Regions from separate parts of the Mus musculus genome. Here all the other regions are linked to region 1. A link is a contact called in public Hi-C data. All regions are on one chromosome and are shown on one strand. Each heading gives the region's core, a stretch centred on a gene start, on an enhancer-like site or on the middle of the called end of the contact. The rest is flanking DNA. Distances are from core to core; before and after follow the strand shown. Region 1 has its middle 26 kb from the start of Gm36174. Region 2 holds the start of Abcb11 (ATP-binding cassette, sub-family B (MDR/TAP), member 11). Region 3 holds the start of Dhrs9 (dehydrogenase/reductase (SDR family) member 9).

Evidence for each region. Hi-C and Micro-C count contacts between places; a contact is called where the count stands out from the background.
Region 2: a Hi-C map of liver shows a contact between it and region 1, with 2.2 times the contacts expected there. The contact joins the promoter of Abcb11 here to the enhancer-like site in region 1. A contact is called at or near these places in 4 of 39 promoter capture datasets (cranial neural crest, embryonic stem cells and frontonasal cranial neural crest), 1 of 484 Hi-C or Micro-C datasets (liver) and 1 of 9 other capture datasets (liver).
Region 3: a Hi-C map of bone marrow-derived macrophages shows a contact between it and region 1, with 15 read pairs. The contact joins the promoter of Dhrs9 here to the enhancer-like site in region 1. A contact is called at or near these places in 5 of 39 promoter capture datasets (the 3T3-L1 cell line, embryonic stem cells, hippocampal neurons and 1 more), 1 of 15 datasets of contacts at CTCF or cohesin (the NIH/3T3 cell line), 1 of 484 Hi-C or Micro-C datasets (bone marrow-derived macrophages), 3 of 115 datasets of contacts at active chromatin or transcription factors (embryonic basal ganglia, embryonic fibroblasts and pancreatic cancer cells) and 1 of 9 other capture datasets (adipose tissue).

The regions. Positions count from the first base shown.
Region 1 is chr2:68,794,894-68,798,020 of GRCm38.p6, reverse strand. No RefSeq gene overlaps it. Among named protein-coding and RNA genes, the nearest start is that of Gm36174, 26 kb to the left of the region's middle. Within about 2 kb of position 1,395, at least 42 of the 459 cell types and tissues checked have an H3K27ac peak or open chromatin away from gene starts, as enhancers often do. A contact at or near this core is called in adipose tissue, bone marrow-derived macrophages and liver, where this site is marked.
Region 2 is chr2:69,341,062-69,344,013 of GRCm38.p6, reverse strand. Abcb11 (ATP-binding cassette, sub-family B (MDR/TAP), member 11) reads left to right here and starts at 1,398. Exons shown (of 28, transcript NM_021022.3): 1 at 1,398-1,497.
Region 3 is chr2:69,379,029-69,382,303 of GRCm38.p6, reverse strand. It overlaps Dhrs9 (dehydrogenase/reductase (SDR family) member 9), which reads right to left and starts at 1,842. Exons shown (of 5, transcript NM_175512.2): 1 at 1,673-1,842. It overlaps Gm36393 (a long non-coding RNA gene), which reads left to right. Exons shown (of 6, transcript XR_003953850.1): 5 at 1-1,852.

The sequences.
Region 1 (3,127 bases), core at 146-2,645:
GTTGCTAAATTGTAATCTCTCTCTTCCACCTATTATCTTCCCCTCCAGCTATTTCTTTTTTTTTCTTTTTGTGAAAGAAACCACTAAAATGAGAGATGGAGCGATTAACCTAAATTTCTAACAATTGTAATAATAGTAATTAATAATAAATAATAATAACCCTTTTGTTTACAAATCCATAAGTCAAGAATGGCTTCTGTCTCTTGTCTTGTTAATAGACTGTACACACTGCCATCCTCTTACTATGAGATCATGTTGAACCACATTCTTCTTTCTGCTTTCAGAGAAACAACTCATGTGATCACACTGTAATAGTGGAATCATTAAAATAGCCCGACTTGCTAACATCAAAAAGCCTAGACATATGAATTTAAATATCAGAAAGTAGGCTAATTTTCTTTATTCTACTTGAGAGAGAGAGAGTGGGAGGTGAAGCAAATGGGACCAGTTAAGAACCTGAGGCTTTTGAAAACTGTGTCATATGATACAGGGGAAAATGGAGAAGTGATGTTCCACAGATAAGACCCACTTGAAATACAGGAATATAATAGTGTAATTATTGCAGTAAAGAACTCCTCTCGCAGCCTGTAGCAGAGCTTCACTGGGGACTTCTCTGCAGTAGTGGGATGCCTATTAGTTGCTCACTGGAGCAGCTGCGCTCAGTCTTTTTGGACTACAGCTCTTTGTGGATGACATTTAAATATGCATCCTTCCCACAGGAATGTCCAGATGTCAACAAGTTCGAAATATGTCATATGTGTGCAGAAATGAAGCACTGTGGTGATTTGTAATGGTGAGAGGAGCTGGAAGTAGTTCAGAGAAGGACAGGTTAGATCGCCATTCCCAACACATTTAGCTATTGCCACATCTTTTCTTCCATCCAGGAAGGCTATGGAGTTAGATAGAAAAGTTTAGGGAAGAGACTTTGAATCCATTCTTTTATTCTTTTTGTTATTAATTAAAACATTTGCCTTTGCTGGGAAGTGGTGGCACATGCCTTTAATCCCATTACTCAGAAGGCAGAGACAGGCAGATCTCTCAGAGTTCAAGGCCAGTCTGGTCTAGAGTAAGTTCCAGGACAGCCAGGACTACACAGAGAAACTGTCTCAAAACAACAACAAGCCCAAAACCCCAAAGCAAATAATAATAATAATAATAATAATAATAATAATAATAATAATGCCAGTAGGAATTCTTATTCCCATCAGTTATGGCTATGTCATTGAATTATAGGAAGGAAGGGGAAAGAAGAGAGGGGTGGTTTATAGGAAATAGAAACTGGGAAGCAAAACAAGAATGAAAGGAGAAGAATTTGAAAGCAGTGTGTCCTGTTACAGCACCTCTTGGCTTCCTCATGCCAGCGGCTGCAGATGGGAGACAAGGGAAGCACCCGACTTTATCCTTTGTCCAGAGTTCCAGGTCTGGGTTGCAGGCCAGAGGACGGTCGAGGATGAAGCAGCAGATCCCAGGACTTCTTATGGATAGGAAGAAGCCAGAAAAAAAGGCCTCCTTCCTTTTATGAGATTAAGATTACTTTGTCATCCAGGCTGGCTTCTCCTTTATGGTGCCCCCACCCCACCCCAGTCCCTCATGTCGGGGCTACAGGCACTTTTGACAGCCAGTCTAAGCCACTAAAACAGTTTCCTGGACTCACTGAGAAAAAAAAAATTCTCACTTACTGATTACCAAATACCTTGCCTTGTAAACATGTCCATTTCCTAAAAGTTCACTGTTTTAAAGGAGAGCATCCGTTTCGAAAGACTTTCATATCGCAATCTGTAACAGCACAAACTATTAAGTAATTCTGCAGGAATTTCAACATTAGGAAAGGGCTGTGTGTCACAATTATGAGAGGAAACAGCACATTCATGGACTCGACCGTGGCAGATTAGTAAGGAGACTCCTTATTGACATAAGAGTGAGATCAAAAGAAGCAGGTGACAAAGCTCCTGGTATTAGCACTGCTGGGTACCCTCTCAATTCCTGGTTCTGCAGGGGTCACAGGGTGTGTGAAGCATTATGTGACCCCTCCCAAGGGGACGTGAACAAACCTTTATTCATTCCATATAAGACACTATAGACAGACCAAACAGTTCCATCCAAATTCAGCTTGATGAAGCAAAGAGTTTATTGGGGTTCCTTACAGAAGCATGCAGGTTCTTTATGGAGGGATGAGTGATTTAAAGGCAGAGGCATCACTGGAAAGCCCTTCCAACTGGCATGAGTGACAACCCAGGAAAGCTGTACTCCAAGAACTCTCTAGTTGATTTGCAGCAGATCCACACGGATGCATTCCCCGCCCCACCCTGCCCCTGCTTTTATAACAGTAGACTGGTGCCTTGTGAGTCCTTTAATGTTCTGAGATTCTTCAGTCTTGTAATTCTCCCTCCTCCTTCCAGGAGGAAACGTTTCCATTCAGAGTAAATAGCTACACAACATCAGTAGGAAGCCATGAAGTTTGGAGCATGGTGAATGTTGGGAGCTGAGGCTGAAGGTAGAGAAGAGGAGACACCAGGCAAGCACAGCTAGGCCAGGAAGTTGCAGGAGATGGCTGAAGGAACTTGAGATTCAGTTGTTGTTTATGGTGCTCCTTCCAGAAGCCAGAGGGAACAAGAAGAGGAGAGTGGAGGTCTTGGAGGCCAGAGTACAGATGAGACAGGATAACTGGAGAATGACCTGCCCGGAGCATTTCTGCTGAGTTTGCCCCACCCTCCTGCCCCTTCCTTCATCCCTCTGCGATAATTGACAACAGGTTAAAAAAAACAACAACAACAACAACAAAAAAAAAAAAAACCAAAAAAACAATGGAGAATTGGAAAGCTATACTTTCCGAACATTGCAATGCTCCCCGTTTTGATTTGGGGCGACTTCCTTTGTGGGTAGGGAAGCAGATCACGTCTCAGGCTGTTGGTAGCCATAAGAGGCAATAAAGTCTGAATAAAAATTGAATCCTTCCCTGACTGCAAATATGATCAGGACATAAGTTGGTTTCTACAGACAAAAGGCCACGGAGATTAACAAATTGGTCCCCTGCTTCCACTCCACTTTAATTGCATGAGGACCCATAATCTGCCGGACTCAAGAGCTGTGCTTCCCGCTTACACAGGGCTGGCAGTCTTTGCTCATC
Region 2 (2,952 bases), core at 149-2,648, 550 kb before region 1:
TTCTGAAAACTGTTCTTGGCCTACCTTCACCTTCTTAGGTAAGCATGCATACCACTGTATTGTAACCTTTATGCTCAGTAGCCATCTCTGGTGTGGTGGGTATGCTTTAAGAACCACAGTCTTGCAAGCTCAGCCTTTTTTCTTGTCCTCTCTCTGGCCTGGAAGAAATGAAGATAGTGTAAAGAGATGCTATGTGTCTCTCCATCTGACCATCAGACTACTGTAGTGAATCTGGTCCTCCCACCTCCAAATTGAAATTTCCTCAGGAATCTCACTCTGGGAGAAGAAAGAGATACCAGCCAGAGCAAGAACTAGTCTCTTGAGACTTCACACAAGTCTCACAACTTGGTAGACCACTTCAGGAACCAGCCTGAAGCCCAGTCAGTGGTGGGCAGGATCATATTTTAACTGGCACTGCTAAGATGTGCATTTGGTGTTCTAATTAAATTCTGGTCTCATTTCAGGAGCCCAAAACTGGATATACACTGGATCTCTGTATTTTTTTCCCAATGTGGAACACTGAATAAATCTCCTTTCTCTGCTTTCTATTACTAACTTGGCTATTTTATTGGCCTATAGAAGGCAGCTGATCGGTTCTGACTTGGAGCACAAGTTGGGACCCCATGTCCAGTAACAATCTTACATCCCCTTTCCAGGAAGAAATATAAAAACTAAATAGCATTTTGAATCATATGGCCATATTACTTTTTATAATACAATGCAATTGAAATTAATGAAGAAGAAAAATGGTAAAACTTGTTTTTTTAAAGAAATATGTGGAGATTAATAGTAAGAAGGCATACGAAAAGTCACAGCCAGTTCTAAGCTTATTTGCTTTGAGGTTTTGTTAATGGGAATGTGTTTTTTAAAGTAATGCATTTCTACTTATACAGCGCTGCAGCTAGTGGGCAGAGCTTGAGGCTATTGACTGCTCAGACCAGAGTTCAAGGGTCATCTGTGTGCACAGAGTTCTGAGCAGAAGGCAATTGCATGTTATCAATTCTCCATGAAACTTTGGGGCTGGCTCCAGATCACTGAGGGCCTGCAACCCAGGATGTCACAAGGGTCACTTCAAATAGAGCAGAGACGATAAGAAGTAGTTTGGTCCTGTTAGATTTTTTTAAAGTTACTTTTTAAAACCTAGGGCTTAAAAAAGAAGAGTCGGGCCTCTCACCAGGCTCTCTACCATGAGGCCCCACTCTCGGGCAACTGGGCATTTTCTAAAGCTTGTTGATACCCTCAGAAGGTCCCCACGCACTCTGGGTTTGGGTTCCTGCTTTGAGTATGTTCGACCTTTCCTCTCATGTCACTGAACTGTGCTAGATCTGGACTTTAGGCCATTGACCTATAAGCAAATAGATAGTGTTCTTAAAAAAGCCTGATTTCTGTTCAATGCTTTATTACCATGAAAACTGAACTTGGAAAGGGGTGTACAACCCTGACTTTCCACAGTGGCGTCTCTCGCTTCTCCTGGCTCCCTCAAATTCACATCTGTAGGTAAGTGACTCTCATTTGCCTATGGCGTTTTTTAAGTCTTTGCTTTCCGAGTCTGTTTTATTTGGTAGTCTCAGTTTATGGGGGAGGGTTGTGGTTCAGATTTACCAAAAGCCCAACCTTGTCATCCAGTAAAGCTACAGTGCTTGGGTAGACGTGTGAAGACAAATGGCTGACTTCTTAGTATTATATACAGTGAGGGAGGCCTGGTAACGGTCTTACAGCAGTGCTATTTTGTACTTCAGTTGTCTCAAAAATGTGTGTGTGTGTGTGGCAAAATTAGGTGAATGGATTGAAAAAAGAGATCACCCAAAATAAAAACCCCAGAGAGATGTCCTTTAAACTTGGCATTATAGAAGCATGATTTGAACTAATAATCACAAAATCCCAAGACTTATCGGAGATGTTAAAGTGTTAACCCCTCACTAGCTTCCGTTGTTCTCAGGATAAAGCCCCAATCCCCAGGGTTAAAGATCACAAGGAACCAAGGGATCGACAGCTGCTCCAGAGATGGCCCTGTACTCCCCAGACCTAGTGGGGAGTCCATCCTTCGTCCCTTGCTCCTATTCTGTCTCTGGGGTCTGGGCCTTCTATGTGTTCTTCCCTCCTCTCCACCTTCCCTTGTCTACTTTGGGTTTTCCTCCCAAATCCAAGGTGAATATGCACATTCCAGAGCCTTCCCAGGCTAGTGCCCATGCTTCTCCCTCAGCCAAGGTCTGTAGTTTTCCATGAATTCTGTCACCTGTCTTCTGTCCCCTCCGGAAGCTCCACTAGGGTAAATCAGGTTACAAGGTTTGGCACACTAAATATTTTAGTCGGGAAGTAACCTCCTTGAGAACTCCCCCACTGTTCTGAACTGACTTTGTGTGGCTGGGATGGGAAGAGGACACCCAGTGCAGAAGGCTCTTCCGTAAAGAGCCCGAGAGTGAATGCAGCAGGAACATTCACTTTGTGTCAGAGATCCTCGATGACGCAACCAAAGACAACAAAATGATGAGTGTAATAACTATATTTCAATAAAATCATGATTCAGAGAGGGAGGGGGAACGGCGGGGTCCTTGCTCTTACTGCAGTAGGATTGTAGGATTCTTCATTCTGAGACCAGCTTCTGAGAATCCATTTCTTCTTCCTTCCTCCCTCTCCCCCTTCCTTCCTCCCTCTCTCCCTCCCTTCCTCCCTCCCTCCCTTCCTTCTTATTTGCAATACCAGACTCAGCTGTTAGTGTGGACCAGGCCCTTAGAGAAGTTCAGCCCATTCATGTGCTGCTCTAGCCTGGTATTTCCACCAAGTCACAAAGCACCTTGGCCACCATGAGATGCACACAAGAAACTGGAGGACCTTGACTTTTTGTCCTGTACCTGCGTGGCTCACAGGAGCCTGTGTTTGTCCCCTTTCATCTGGAGTATCTCGGAGGCCCCTCATTCGTCCCCATCGCTGGATGCTCTCATCCCTTAGGTT
Region 3 (3,275 bases), core at 593-3,092, 580 kb before region 1:
GAAATGGGACCTGAGAGTCTGGTGATACAAATGAGGTCATATGGGTAAGGAGATGCACTCGCTTGAAGAGGAAGATTAAAGTTGGACACCTGAAAAAAAAATCTAAGATGGATTAAAAGATGGAGCCAAGGACCCCAACACAAAATATGTTTGCAGGAAACAGCAATTGTTCTGTTGTGAATCTGGTGAAAAGCATATTAGCCGTGGTGATGACATAGCCAAGGTGAGATGGTACTCGGCATCCTGGAATGGTGAGTTCCCTCCCAGAACAGGAAGAAGAGACGTTTCCTTAGTTACATTTCACCAGAGTCCCTGCGGAAGGGCACAGCTCCACGCCCAGTGGGTGGTGGGAGAAGTTCTCAACTGTGCTTCCTCTGCAGCTCCAGCAGGGGCTGTCCTGCCTCACCAGAGGGACAAACACGTCTAAGGAGAACACTCTTAAATTAAAGCAATTTACCAGAGCATCTTTGCGAATGAATATTAATCTCCTAAAGTCCTTTTGGGTTTATTGTTTTGTCTGTGTGCCTTCTGACGGTAATGGCACATTAGGAGTCACTCTTAAATCTATGACCACAAAATACTAACTGCTAGCTGGAAGGGATTTCATGCAGAATGCTATTATAACGTATGGTCCCAAAGGAAGTTTAGAATTGAGTATATGTGTGTATCACTCCAGTGAGCATACTCAAATCTCTCACTGTCTTTTAACCACAGTTAGCTTTGCTCCAGAGGAAAATGTTAGTGTTTTTAAATTATATCCCTTGAGAATATGACATTTGTCACAAGGGTCTTGTCTCTTGCAATGTATGAAGTAACAAGTTTTCCTTGTATAAAGGTTTAGTCTAAAACTTGGACACCATTTTCAAATGTGAAAATATCCAGCACAAAAAATGAAAGAACTTTCCATTCTTACATCATGCCTCATCTAGCCAAGGGTATTTCAGAGCATTTAATATGTGCCAGGTGACACTAAGATATATAAAACCCGGACCCTAGCTTTGGGCCAAGAGTGTCACAAGGCTTTACAGAATTATTGCCCCCACCAGCTGAAACCCTAGTGTGTGCATGAGCATCTGAAATATCAAGTCACTTTATCATAAAATGTGGATTTTTTTTTCTTTCTGACAGCTCAGAACCCTGGGCCAGCATGCTCCTTAGAAATACTTTTCTTCATCCCCAACATTGTTTTTCTTTTCTAGTTTAGTGTTCATCTACATGTGTTTACAGAAACTGATAATACTGGGAAAGTAGGTGGAGAAACAGATTAGTCCGCACTTGGTGGTTATGGGTCCACCCCCAGGCACTCTTTAACATGTCCACAACTCTTGGAAAGCTGAGGTCACCAATTTCTCATTAGTCTTCAAAGCCACAGAAGATGCCAAATAGGAATTGAGTGATGAGGGAGGGAGGGAGGGAGAGAGACAGAGAGGTATTTGGTTGTGACTGCAGGATGCTACAGGATAGTCACAGAGCCCTGTCCTAGGAGAGTTTCAGTCAAGTTCCTGGGCCGCCCAGATCATTTCTGTATGAGATGGACTTTGCTCCCATCCTTCTCAAACTGTTAAAGAAGCACAGTTGACCTCAGCTGAAAGACAACTTGGTTTGTTCTATAGGAACACGGAAAATCAAGGACATGAGTGAAGGGACAAACGATCGGACAGTCATCGGTTACCTCGCTGAAGATGACTCGCAGTGCAGAAGCTGAGGGCGACTTGCTCCGCTGCTGCAGATTGTCACCTTCCTGCTGTGGTCCAGGGGAAGGAAGTGCAGCTCCGTCAAGCTGATCCTCTCAAGGTGCCTGCGGTCTGCGGAGCTCTGAGACCTGCATGTGTGAAGACTTCCACTTCTCTCAGTGAGTCACACCTATTGCAACACCAAGTGGTGACTAAGTCTCTCCTCCGTGGATGGAGGGCGGGGAGATTGTAGGTCACAGGTTTCCAAAGGAATCGTCAGTGCTTTTTATAAATTAAGTGTGGCTAGCTAGAGAAAACTACTCATGCTATCTTGACCAAAGGAGGAGGCTGAAATCAAGTAACTAAGAAGCTTTTTTAAAAAAAAATTATTTTGTATCTTTTGTAAATCTCCTGGTGCAAGGAACTGATCATTTCACTGAAAAACAAACAAACAAACAAACAAACAAACAAACAATTTTTATGAGCAAGAAGATCAACATAATAAATGACCAAATATGGTTTGGGAATGATTTGTGGTTTCTTTTCCTAATTTGTGTTTTAAGGTATGACAAAACATCTAGAAAATGTCTCTGGAAGTGAAAACGAGAAAGGACTGCCCCCTCACCTCCAGCTGGCCTTTTCCAGAGCTGCTTCCAGCAGACCTGGCATTGCTTGGTGCCAGCTGAAGCTGTAAGGGGTGGGGGATGAGATGCCACCCACCTTCCCTGCAGCTTGCCAACTCCCCCCCCCCCCCAGCCTCTCCTACTCATGATAGTACAGGCAAGCCAACAGTGCACTGAAGTTTTACTTCTAATTTCAAGCTGTATTCTTCTGCTTCCACCTCTGCTCTGTTCCTTCTTGAAGAGTAGTTACTATTTCCTCCTCAGAGCAAGCAAATGAAAGAGCCCATCCCTCTACCGGAGTCTAGACAGGGCTACTGCTTTTTAAATTAGGTAGGTGTGGTTCCTAGTTCCTCCACAACGACAAAAGACTAGTTTATCCAGAAAAATATTTGGGGTACCTGATATATGCAAAATATACTTTCCCCCTTTAATAACGCTCAATACAGAGTACAGGCACAAACTTGTGGCCTCAGAGAAAAACCTCATGGATTGAAATCCATATGAAGACAGCTATGGTAATTAATCCTCCTTATAAGCAGGCTATTATTTCTGAGAGGTGGAGAGAGCCTCAGGCACCTGGGTGGTCCTGGAGGACTGAAGGGAAAGGCCAAAGAAAAGGTTACACCTTTTGCAAGCTCTACTCAATAATCTCACTCAGTGCCGCTCTGTTTTTAAAAATTCCCCAAATGGACTTAAAAAAAATGAAATGTCGAGCCTGATTTGCATGCTATGGTTGGGAATTCTTGCCCTCTACTTGGCGTGGTCTCTCAGTACTGTTGATAAAACTGAAAGGTTCAGTGTCTAGGCATGTGGGGTAGAGGTGGGGGTGGGGTTAAAACAACCCCTTCCTCAGCTTGTCAGCTGGGTATTGACAAAGGTGTTCACGAATGGAATCATTTGTTAGCAGCCCTGTCTCCAGGCTGAAATCGCAGCCATGTTCAAAGTTACATACTGAGTTCTGCTTCGTTTTGCTCTGTCC